Regions from separate parts of the Mus musculus genome. Here region 2 is linked to region 1. The links are chromatin contacts, called in public promoter capture Hi-C maps. All regions are on one chromosome and are shown on one strand. The core of a region is the stretch at or near the end of the contact, and the rest is flanking DNA. Distances in the headings are between cores, read along the strand shown.

Region 1 (5,819 bases), core at 2,473-4,972:
TTAGCATTAATAATGCACATGGCATCTCAAATAACTATTAGCTGTTGGGGCATAAACCATCTAAATCAATTTTTGTTTAGTTTTTTTATTACTTATTTAAAATAAAGTTTTTCATTGTTTTTTAATTTTTTTTACTTATTATGTTTACAGCATTCTGCTTGCATGCATGCCTGCAGACTAGAAAAGGGTACCAGATCTCATCATAGATGGTTATGAGCCACCATGTGGTTGCCGGGAATTGAACTCAGGACCTCTGGAAGAATAGACAGTGTGCTCTTAACTGTTGAGCCATCTCATCAGTCCCCTTTTCACTGTTTTTTTTTTTTTTTTTGAAACAAGGCTTTACTGTGTAGCCCAATTGGGCCTCAGATGCCTGTCTCTTGTCTCAGCTTCCCAAGATCTGGGATCACAGGTCTGTACCACCACATACAACTCAGTTAAGCCATCCTTGATAGCCTTCCCCTAGCATTGGTCTAGACAGGAGTGCTCAGCAGCAAGTCAGAGGATGAGCATCCCTAACACAGCTGCAGATACTTATTAGCTACCCAGCCTGGCTAGTTTCAGGTCAACTTGACACAAGATGGAATCATCAGAGAAGAGGGAGAGACAATTGAGAAAATACTTCCATAAGAGCAGGCTGTAGGCAAGCCTGTAGGGCAGTTACTCAATTAACGGTGATGTGGGAGAACACAGCTCATTGTGGGTGGTACGTCCCTCGACTGTGGTCCTCATTCTATAAGAAAGCAGGCTGACAGAAGCTGGAAAGAACCCAGATGTCCCTCAACAGAGGAATGGATACAGAAAGTGTAGTACATTTACACAATGGAGTACTACACGGCTATTAAAAACAATGAATTTATAAAAATTCTTAGACAAATAGATGGGTCTGGAGAATATCATCCTAAGTGAGGTAACCCAATCACAAAAGAACACACATGAGATGCACTCACTGATAAATGGATACTAACCCAGAAACTCAGAATACCCAAGATACAATTTGCAAAACACATGAAACTCAAGAAGGAAGACCAAAGTGTGGATACTTCTTAGAAGGGGGAACAAAATAACCATGGAATGAGTTACAAAGTTCGGAACAGAGACTGAAGCAATGACCATCCAGAGACTGCCCCACCTGGGGATCCTTCCCATAAACAACCACTAAACCCAGACACTATTGCAGATGCCAACAAGATTTTGCTGACAGGAGCCTGATATAGCTGTCTCCTGAGAGGCTCTGCCAGGTCCTGACAAATACAGAAGTGGATGCTGACAGTCATCCATTGGACGGAGCACAGGGTCCCCAGTGAAGGAGCTAGAGAAAGGACCCAAGGAGCTGAAGGGGATTGCAGCCCCTTAGGAGGAACAACAATATGAGCTAACCAGTACCCCTCAGAGCTCCCTGGGACTAAATCACCAATCAAAGAAAACACATGGTGGGACTTGTGTCTCTAGCTGCATATGTAGCAGAGGATGACCTAGTCTGTCATCAATGGGAGGAGAGTCCCTTGGTCTTGTGAAGGTTCTATGCCCCAGTGTAGGGGAATGCCAGGGCCAGGTAGTGGGAGTGGGAGGGGATGGGATGGGGAATGGGGGTGGGGGGGTGGGGGGAGGGGCGAGGAATAGGGGATTTTCAGAGAGGAAACTAGGAAAGGGGATAACATTTGAAATGTAAATACAGAAAATATCTAATAAAAAAGAAAAGGACTGGAGAGATGGCTCAGCAGTTAAGAGCAGTGACTGCTCTTCCAGAGGTCCTGAGTTCAGTCCCCAGCAACCACATGGTGACTCATGACCATCTATAATGGGACCTGGTGTCTTCTTCTGGTGTGTCTGAAGATACCTACAGTTTACTCATATAAATAAAATAAATCTTAAAAAAAAAATAAGGCAGGCTGAGCAAGCCATGAGGAGCAAGGCATTAAGCAGCACTCCACTATGGTCCCAGCATCAGCTCCGGCCTCCAGGTTCCTGTCCTGCTTGAGTTCCTGTCCTGACTCCCTGTGATGAGGAGACATAAGCAGAATAAACCCTTCCCTCCCCAAGTTGATTTAGTCATGGTAATAGTAACATGATAATGGTAACATCACAGCAATAGTAACTCTAACAAGACACTACCACAGCAAGCAAACTCCTCGGGTCCAGACCTGAGAGTCTGAGGATGCTGACAAACCTTCCCTTTGGTCAGATGAACGGAAGAGCTGGTGTGGCTCAGTGTGCACACTGGAATAGAATGAAGTAAGACTGTAGCAAGGTTTCAGGTGGTTAGTAAACCGAAATGTTTGGAGAACTCGGGTCAGCCCGGCCTTAAAGTGCAGCCTGCAGGGAAAGTGATCTCTGAGAGAGAGGAGTCTGTGGCTTGAGATGTTGCAGGTTGGGTGACTTATCAGATGAGCTATTCCATTGTAAAATAGTGGCATTTGGGTGCAGCATGATAACTTTCTGAGTTAATAACTTAACCTAATATATATTTTAGGAAAACTAATGTTAAAGATCTTTTCAGCTTTCTTAATTCCATCAAATACTTAAGTTTGTTATCTAATCCCACACCTCCATACTGGTTAGCCCGTCTATAGCCAGGTAAGCCAAAGCTCACAGTGTGAACATCTTCCTCCAGCTGCCCCAGAAAGGAGAGAATCCAGATAGAGCCTGGATTTAAAGATGCGGAGATTGTGCCTAGTGGATGTGTGTTCTCTTGATAAGCCCTCAGATTATCTGTGGCATCCTAAACAAAGCTGCTCTCATCCCTCCAAACACTGCATCAGTCTCCATGGTTACCACACCCCAGGTTCCTTACACTTGGGTGAGTTAATGCGTGTTTGCTGACTCATGCTTCATGAGCGGATGTGTAAACTTTCAATACAGGTCTTTCCTCTATCACTAATTCCTGCAAGAGGCAAAAGAAATTCTTTTATATTTCTGAGATTTGTTTCTTTGGATTTTCTTAAAAAGCAAAAGATCTTCTTCTGAAAAAAGTTATCTGAGCTGGGCATAGTGGCTCAAACCTTTAGTCCCAGCACCCTGAGGCAGAGGTGGAGGTGGAGGGGTAGGCAGGGGGGGGGAGGGGAAGGGGGGTGGAGGAAGAGGCAGATAGATCTCTGCGAGTTTGAAGCCAGCCTGGTTTAAACAGTGAGTTCCAGGACAGCCAGAGCTACAGAATGAGACTCTTGGTTTGGTTTGGTTTGGTTTGGTTTGGTTTGGTTTGGTTTGGTTTACAGATATTTGAATAGTCCTCTGTATAAAATATGAAGGTAATTTTTTTCCCTTTGGAGATGAGATCATGTGATGTTACTTAAATTGGTTCCAAATTTCTGGGCTTAAAATTCTAGTGAGCTCCTAGCACTTCTCTTCATGGAAGCACGCTCTTGCTAGTCACCATTTTCCTCAGGAGCACCAGGCACAGAATGAGTGGTCGAGAAATTAAATTGCAGTGAGTGGAAGGCAGATGCAGCACACACAGTTTTACATATATACCTTATGTAATCCCAACTCCTGCCCTATTATCTGCCTTATGACTTAACGATTATCTTTGTTTCCATTTTACAGATGACTTAATATCTCACTGTCTTTATCTAAAGACAAAGGTCAAGTCGTCCGTGCAAGGCCACCAGGCTAGGAGGTAAGAGGTCTCTGGCTCAGGACTCCCTCTGTTAACCAGGGTTCTAAGAACAGAATGGAGCTGAGGTGGCAGAGCTCAGAAAAGTCTATCACCAGGGCAACAGTCCAGTGGGCTGATCCTCACTGTGGACTTCAGACAGGCTTTGGGTTGGTGTTATTAAAGGTAATGCATTATTGATGTACCTGTAGGAATGACAATGCTGTTTCTCTCTGTAGATTGTCATTTCTATTATGGGAGTTGTATTCATAAAAAGACACTCTAAATACTAAACTGGCAAATACCAGTCTCTGAGAGGATTCAGCTCCTATAAGCTTTTGGTCAGCCAGTCAGTGTGTAGACTGTATGTTGTTATTTTGATATGGGGTCATAGTGTATTGCCCAGTCTGTTCTTGAATTGCTGGGCTCAGATGATCCTCCTGACAGCCTCCTGGGAGGCACTGGGACACTCAACCACTGTGCTGTTCTGTGCACTTGGCTTCCATGGACTGTGAGAGCCATGACCTGGCTTGACCTGGGCTAGCAGATCTTAATGAGGGGAAAGCTTAAAACATGGGCTCTACAAATCAGGTCTGCCGTGTCCAGCCTCGTGTTTTCAAGTATCTTCCGTATCACAGATAACACATGCAGCTTCTAAGACACTGTGAATGAGCTAAAAGCCTGCGAGATCGAGCTGTGGAAGCCGACCCGTCCCTGTGCCAGTCACACCAAGGGCCACTTTTCTAGGCTTGTAGACTGTGCCGGATGGTGCTCACCAGGGCCTCAGACATGGCTAGGTTCTCTGCTCTCAACCTCCTGAAAGTCTCAACTGATTTTTAAAAACAAGGATCTGGCAGTTTTTGCTTCACTGGATCCCACCATTCTCATCACATCATGTGTAAAACAGATTAGTAATTGGGAGACCAAGGTATACGGTCTACTTATCAGATAGAATTACCTTTCTTCCTTTCTTTCTTTCTTCCTTCCTTCCTTCCTTCCTTCCTTCCTTCCTTCCTTCCTCTCCCTCTCCCTCTCCCTCTCCCTCTCCCTCTCCCTCTCCATTCCTTCCTTCCTTCCTTCCTTTCCTTTCCTTTCCTTTCCTTCCCTTTCCTTTCCTTTCCTTTCCTTTCCTTTCCTTTCCTTTCCTTTCCTTTCCTTTCCTTTCCTTTCCCTTTCTTTCCCTTCTTTCCCTTTCTTTCCCTTTCTTTCTTTCTTTCTTTCTTTCTTTCTTTCTTTCTTTCTTTCTTTCTTTCTTTCTTTCTTTCTTTCTTCCTTCCTTCCTTCCTTCCTTCCTTCCTTCCTTTCTTTCTTTCTTTCTTTCTTTCACGGTGCCGATTATGTGATAGATAGATTTGTTGAGGGTGGCAATAGTAAACTCTTCATAAGTGTTAGCTCATTTAGTCTGTATGATACTCTGACCTGGGTAATGTTTTCACTGAATATGTCAGGAAGCTATGGCAACTTAAGCTAGCTATGCACACAGTAGGTAGCTATGCACACAGTAGGTAACATAGCTAGTATGTAAACCCAAACGACTGGTAATCCATGGTTTCACCACCAGACTCTACGGCTGAGTGTTGGGGTCTAACTTGTAGGTGATTTTGATTTTGTGATTTCAGTGAACACTCACACTGTGGTATATCTTTTTCAGTAGATTTATAAAATGGGCTTTTAACAAAATATGAATCTTATTGTCATGTGTTTGATATGTGCATATCTAGAGGATAGTGAAACTTTTTAATGCCAGGCTTGGAATGTTCTTACCTCAAATATGCAATTCCCAGTATCCCCAAAAAGTATTAAAGGAGATAGAATTTAGAGTTTAATTTCTTACAAATTAGCATCTTTAAAGCTAACAGTAGGTTTATTCATAATCTTATTTGTTTAGGTTTGTGTTTTTCATTTTTGATTCAGGGTCTCTATACATAGCCCTGGCTGTCCTGGAACTCACTATGTAGGCCAAGATAGCCCTGAACTCTCAGAGATTCTCCTGCCTCTGCCTCTCTAGTGCAGGATATACACCATCACACCTAGGTAAATTGCTCTTGATAGTTTTTATGTCACATTATTAATAGGTACTGAGAATGATAGATTTTACTAAAGCAACTCAAATTATTCATTGTTAATTATTCTACATGACATTTTAAATTCCTTTAGCTAAAAATTGCCAAATCCAGTGTTGAGAGGATTTTTTTTTTCTTCTGCAATAGATATCTAAAGAGATCTA
Region 2 (5,819 bases), core at 1,566-4,065, 940 kb after region 1:
TCCCACTCCTGGGCTGCCAGGCAGTCCACCACAGGATGCCATTGCTTTCTCCAAGGCAAAGCTAGAGGCGTGCTTTGCTGTAATTACCTTTTGGCTGCAGAGTTGGGGATGTTGCTACATCTGAGATTTTGAAGCAGCCCCTCCATTGCTGGACAGATTGCTTCTGATTTGCATCATATTACAGCTCCAAACTTCATTTTGTGAATTCTATTTCCAGCCCCACTGGAGCCTAGCACCAAACTCAGCCCCTCTGCTTTTCCTGTGGTTGCTCAGCCTGCTCCTCTTTCTTCTGCGTGCCATGGAGCGTGCCGTGGGTGAGATGAGGGGTGGCACGGTGGTTTACCTCCTGGGAGACAGCCAAGTGCACTGGGTTAAAACAAAACCAGCTCTGGGGCCTCTGCTGCTACATCTGCTTCCAGCCGATTTTACAGAGGGCCAGGTCCTAGACTCAGCACACAGTGACATCACACTCTCTACCCTCACACAGTCTCTACCCTCACACACATTCTACCTTCAGCCCCAGGACACAAGTTCAACCCCTCCCTCAGGGTCCTGGCTTCATTCTCATTCGGCCCAGCAAGATCTTCTAGTATTTTGAGGTCTGGGGAAATACCGCTTCCCTCGTGCATGTTCTAACAGGTAAAAAGGATGGGTAGGAAGCTCCTCTAGAGTTCCCAGGTGGCCTCCATCCAGGGCCAGCTTAGGCAATCCGAGGCAAGTGCCATGACAGCTTATAGCAGACTTTCCATGGGTCAGTGCTGGTGCCTTGCCATGCACGGGCCAGGAGCCATTGGGACTCGGAATGTAACACAGTATTCCACACTGCAGACAGGGGCACAGCCTGCAGCTTCCCTCCATTACAGAACAGGGGATGGGGGGGCACAGCCTGCTCCCCCTCCCTCAGAGAACAGGGGATATGTCTGTTCTCTCTCTGGAACTGACTGTCATGATTGTGCCCAGAGGTTTGGAGGATTTGCTGAGGCCACAGAGGTGCAGTGGGCATGAGTGGTTTAGAACAGAGGGTATCGTCCTGACTTTGAACTTGCTCGCTGTGCTGTGTGAGGAAGTTCCCAGTCCCGTCTGATGCCGGGACTCCAGCAGGTATGGGGATAAAAGACCCTTGCAGCTCTGTGCTTGCAGATTCTCAGCACTGCAGCCTGGGGACAAGAGAATATGAAGTGTTGAGAGAAGGCGGGGCCCCTAGGTGGACCTCCTCTTCAAGGTATCCCTGGATCTCTGCAGGTGCCTGCCCACCAAGCTGGAAGCCCTGGCCGGTATAGGAGGTGGCCTGCTTTCTCTGCCTTCATCTTCGACCAGGCCCCAGAGTTTACACATAGAGCTCCAGTTAAGGGGGTTCAGAAGGAGCTGGGTGGGCGCACACTCAGTGTTTCTGTGGTGAGAGTTCCTGCTGCTCTCCAGTCTGTGAAAGGTTCCCAGAAAGAACAGTCCCAGCCGTGCTCCTGACCCAAGGTGACACTCAGCTAACCCACGGGAAGGGTGCTATCAGCTGGCCATGGGATGGTTGAATGAGCTTGACACAGGTACTGGCACTATTAGGAAGTATGGCCCTATTGGAGTAGGTGTGTCACTGTAGGTGTGTGCTTTAAGACCCTCATCCTAGCTGCCTGGAAGTCAGCTTCTGCTAGCAGCCTTCAGATGAAGATGTAGAACTCTCAGCTCCTCCTGCACCATGCCTGCCTGGATGCTACCATGTTCTTGTCTTTATGATAATGGACTGAATCTCTGAACCTGTAAGCCAGCCCCAATTAAATGTTGTCCTTATAAGAGTTGCCTTGGTCATGGTGTCTGTTCATAGCAGTACAACCCTAACTAAGACAGTCACTCTTGTCCTGGCACTTGCCTCAGATTTCTTTGGCCTTAGCTGGTCCTGGATGGAGGACACCTGGGAACTGTAGTAGAGGTTTCTAACCCATCCTTTTACCTGTTAGGACTGTCATGATGTGAATTTGCCAAGAGAAGTGTTTGACCATAAGACCCAGTTCCTGACAGGAGACCCTGCAGCCTCTGCCAGGGGCAGGAAGGCAGAAGAACCTGCACACTGAAAACCTCAAATACGCAAGGGGAGGGCAGTCGCAGCTGAGTAGACTGTCCTGTGCTTTCTGCTTCATTGTTAACATAATTGAATGAGATGTGTCCAAAGCCATTCCCTTCCCTGGTGCTGGTCCAGTGTACAGACCCTGGGATCTGACGGTGCAGGCTGTTACAGTTTGCTGCTCCTTCGCAGGACACCATTCTTTTCTCAGTGCCTCCTCACTTCTGTGAGACACAAATGGGATTACTGTTGGCTTGCAATCAGAATAGCCTATGTGTGGTACCATGTCCAGAGAGCAGAAAGTTAGAGACCTAGTGGTGAGTGCGGCAAGGGGCAGGCACAGCAGGAAGCCTGTGTCAGCTCCTGACATCACTTAGACTTTCCAGGACCCACTTTCTTTCTTCTTCCTGGACCTACCTGAGCCATCAGTGCCTGTGCTTGGTGCAAGGGAAGGAAAGACAGAGAGAGTGACAGGTAAGGGAAGTGATAAAGGTAGAGACAAGTTCATGGGCTCCTGGTGCCCTGAATAATGCCCTCCTGGAGGAAAGACTGTATTTCATTCGGGTACCATTCACCAGGCAGCTAGAAACATCGGCCAATAGCAGGTTCACAAAGAGTCTGATGAGGTTAGTAGCATCAAACCAGATGGTACTGAGAGAGTAAGGGTTCAGTTGCCTTCTGGGAACACCACTCTCTCTGTGTCGGGTCAGCCCTCCCTCACCAGCTAATACTGCTTCAGGCCAAGAGGCTTAGGTGGGTCTCCATGACAACCGATGCTGGCCTGCCTCCAGGTTCTGCAGGGAGCTGTGTCTCAGCTCTGGGGACCTACACATACTCCACAAACACCAGCCCAGCTGGGTCCCTCCTCCAGTTGGTGCCTCCAGTACAACTTCTCAAAGAGGAAGAGCAGAAAGCACAGGAGGCAGCCAGCAGTGGAAGAGGCAGAGGGCGGCCGAGGATGGAGCTCACTCTTCAACTCCTGCCAGTTTGCCGCTCAACTTTCTACTTTCCCTAGAAAAGATCAAGGCTCTCTTCTCCTAGAGTGTGAAGCAGAAAGCAGGACCCCTACAGTGATAGTGGCCCTGAAGGAGGTGGACCTAAGGTAAGAGGGGAATCTCCCCAGAAGTGGCAGCTTCCTGCACTTACAGTAGACAGCTAGCCACACTTGGCTCTGAGCTTGGAAGGCCACCTGGGATCCGGAAAGTAAGCTGGACCCAGGACCCAGGCGGCCATGGGAGGCCCCTCAATCCTCACTGGTCAAAGATGAGCAGACTCGGGCCTGATCCTGAGGGTGCACAACCTGGTTTGTAAACTTAGAGGAAGCCACATCTGTTGTCTACTTTGGGCAGAGCAAGCTTCTGAGAGAAACCAGCCTTAACGTTCCCCCTTGTGCTGTGCAGGGGACACAAGCAGGGGGAGAAAGCAGATCTAGAATCAGAGGGGGCTACCTACCTGAGAAATGCAACTTTAGCACCTCTAAGGTGCAGAGTCAAGGCTAGATGTACAGCAGCGACCTGGAACTGAGCTGTGGTCCCCTCCACAATGGCACAGCCTCTGAGGTCCAATAAGACACTAGGGAGGGAACCTGGGTGGTGGGGGAGGGTTCAGTGGAGATGGTTCTCATTATGACATCGGGATGAAGAGGCACTTCTTGGAGATTGTCCACCATAGTCAGACCTAAGTATCTGTACCTCTGCCTCAATATGAAGAAAACTGACTGAGATTCACCCGTTCACCCACCCATTTACCCGCCTCTCCTCTGCTCACCTATCCACCTACCTATCAACAGATCCCTCTATCCATATATGTATCCATTCATCCATCAACTCACCTACTTATCCACTCCCATCCCCTGATCCATCCACCCATCCTCTGATCCAACCACCCACTCACTGATTCACTCACTCACTAATCCAACCACCCACCCACTCCCTGATCCAACCACCCCTTGATCCAACCAACCCCTGATCCACCCATTCACTGAACCACCCACCCACCCACCACTGATCCACCTATCCACTCATATCCCCACTTGCCCAGGCATTCATTCGCCCATCATTACACATGCTGGGATGATGGAGCTGATGGCCTCTGAGATCCATGCCATCTCTGTGGGGAACATGAGGGCCAGGCTACAGGAAGAAGTTGACTCTTAGACACTGGTTTGAGGGATGAGCAGGTCTTTGTCAGGTAGGTAAAAGACCCACAGGTCGGGCAGGTTTACACCTGGCTTGGTGGTGTAGAGATAATTTTTTTAATGCCAAAAAGAAACAAGGAGAACTTGCAGCTTGTGACGTTGACTTTGGCCCTGAGAAAAGCAGAATCAGTCAGAGGGGTGAACAGCTACATGTGCTCTCAGGCCTCTGCCAGGACCCAGGGTCTGGCCTCAGCTGATACAGCCTGCTCCAAGAGGTGACCTCTGCTCTGGGACAGCCTGGGTCAGGTGACCTTAGGCCCTAGGTCCCCAGGAACAGAACCCTTCCTAGCCTGAAGATATTCAGCTGAGCTGTGAGATCCCAGTTATACAAGGGGGGAGCCTCAGCTGCTGCCCTGGCTGTGGGTTCTTCTGGACCAATACCACAGGGTTCTTGGATTAAGGGCAGCATCCTCTTCACTGTGTGGCACTAGTGAGCATCGTGATCCCCTCTAACTGTCTGAAACCAGAGTCCTCTTGCCTTTGGGATTCAGGGAAGGCTTTGAGTGTTTCTAAGGTGAGAAGCCACTGTCCTGAGGGATGTCCAGAAATAGACCAGAGGGGAGGCTCAGAGTGTGCGCAGAGGTGACAGTGTAACGAAGGGAAGAAGGGGGAGGTGGGAGGAGGAGAGCGACGCCCCAGGCGCCTGCAATCAGTTTCTCAGCTCTCTATACAGCCACCAGATCACAGGGCCTGGGATGGCCAGGATCCAGGTTGGAGTCAAGCTTACACCAAGTTGGGGGGTGTGTGCAGTAGAGGCTTTTCTTTCTGTTCTCCAGACCTTTGGGGGTCGGTGAGAATATATTTTCTGAAAAATGTTTCCGGGTAAAGTCACCAAAGTTGACTTAGTGAAAACCAGCTCTGTAGAAATGTAGCTGCTGGAATATCTGTGAAACCAGCTTATGACACATGATAGCTGCGCTTTTCTAGAACTAGGTACGATGACAAGATCTAGTGACATAGCTGATAAACACCATGTTTCATAGTAATGATAAGCATATACTATTTTACAAATAGCAACTTTGAGGAGTTGGGACAATATTAGTGTAAATTCACAGGTATCATGGACACTCCTGGTTGTGTGATGGTCATTCATACCCGGAGGAAATGCTACAGCAAAATACTTTAGATTTATTTTCTGTGTATGAGTGTTTTGTCTGCATATATGTGTGCACCACATGTGTGGCTGGTGCCTGTGGAAATCAGAAGGGGACATCAGACACCCCAGAATTGAGCCACCATGTGGGTGCTGGTCCTCTGCAAGAGCAGCAAGTGCTCTTAGCTGCAGAGCCATCTCTCCAGACCGGAAATGCTACATTTTAAGTTAAAGATGGAAACAAAGGTTATACAAGTTCATCACTTGATTCTCCTAGGACCCCAGGGGTCAGTCCCTGCCGGGGACAGCCACAGATAGACTGGCCTTCTGATGTATAAAGGTTTTGTCCATGCTTATCTGGATTTACAGGAACTTGAAAGAAGTGCCCTCATTACAGTTAAGGAAACGGATATTCCAGTGATCTGGCCGTAGGCTAGATGTATCAGGTACAGCTGTCATTCTCTCTCCAGCCTCAG

What was found. Capture Hi-C pulls out chosen DNA fragments and counts their contacts.
Region 2: a promoter capture Hi-C map of pancreatic islet shows a contact between it and region 1. The contact joins the promoter of Rd3 here to the promoter of Spata45 in region 1. A contact is called at or near these places in 1 of 484 Hi-C or Micro-C datasets (B cells), 1 of 115 datasets of contacts at active chromatin or transcription factors (embryonic stem cells) and 1 of 9 other capture datasets (pancreatic islet).

The regions. Positions count from the first base shown.
Region 1 is chr1:191,033,097-191,038,915 of GRCm38.p6, forward strand. It overlaps Spata45 (spermatogenesis associated 45), which reads left to right and starts at 3,723. Exons shown (of 3, transcript NM_029336.2): 1 at 3,723-3,778.
Region 2 is chr1:191,974,555-191,980,373 of GRCm38.p6, forward strand. It overlaps Rd3 (retinal degeneration 3), which reads left to right and starts at 2,816. Exons shown (of 3, transcript NM_023727.4): 1 at 2,816-3,155.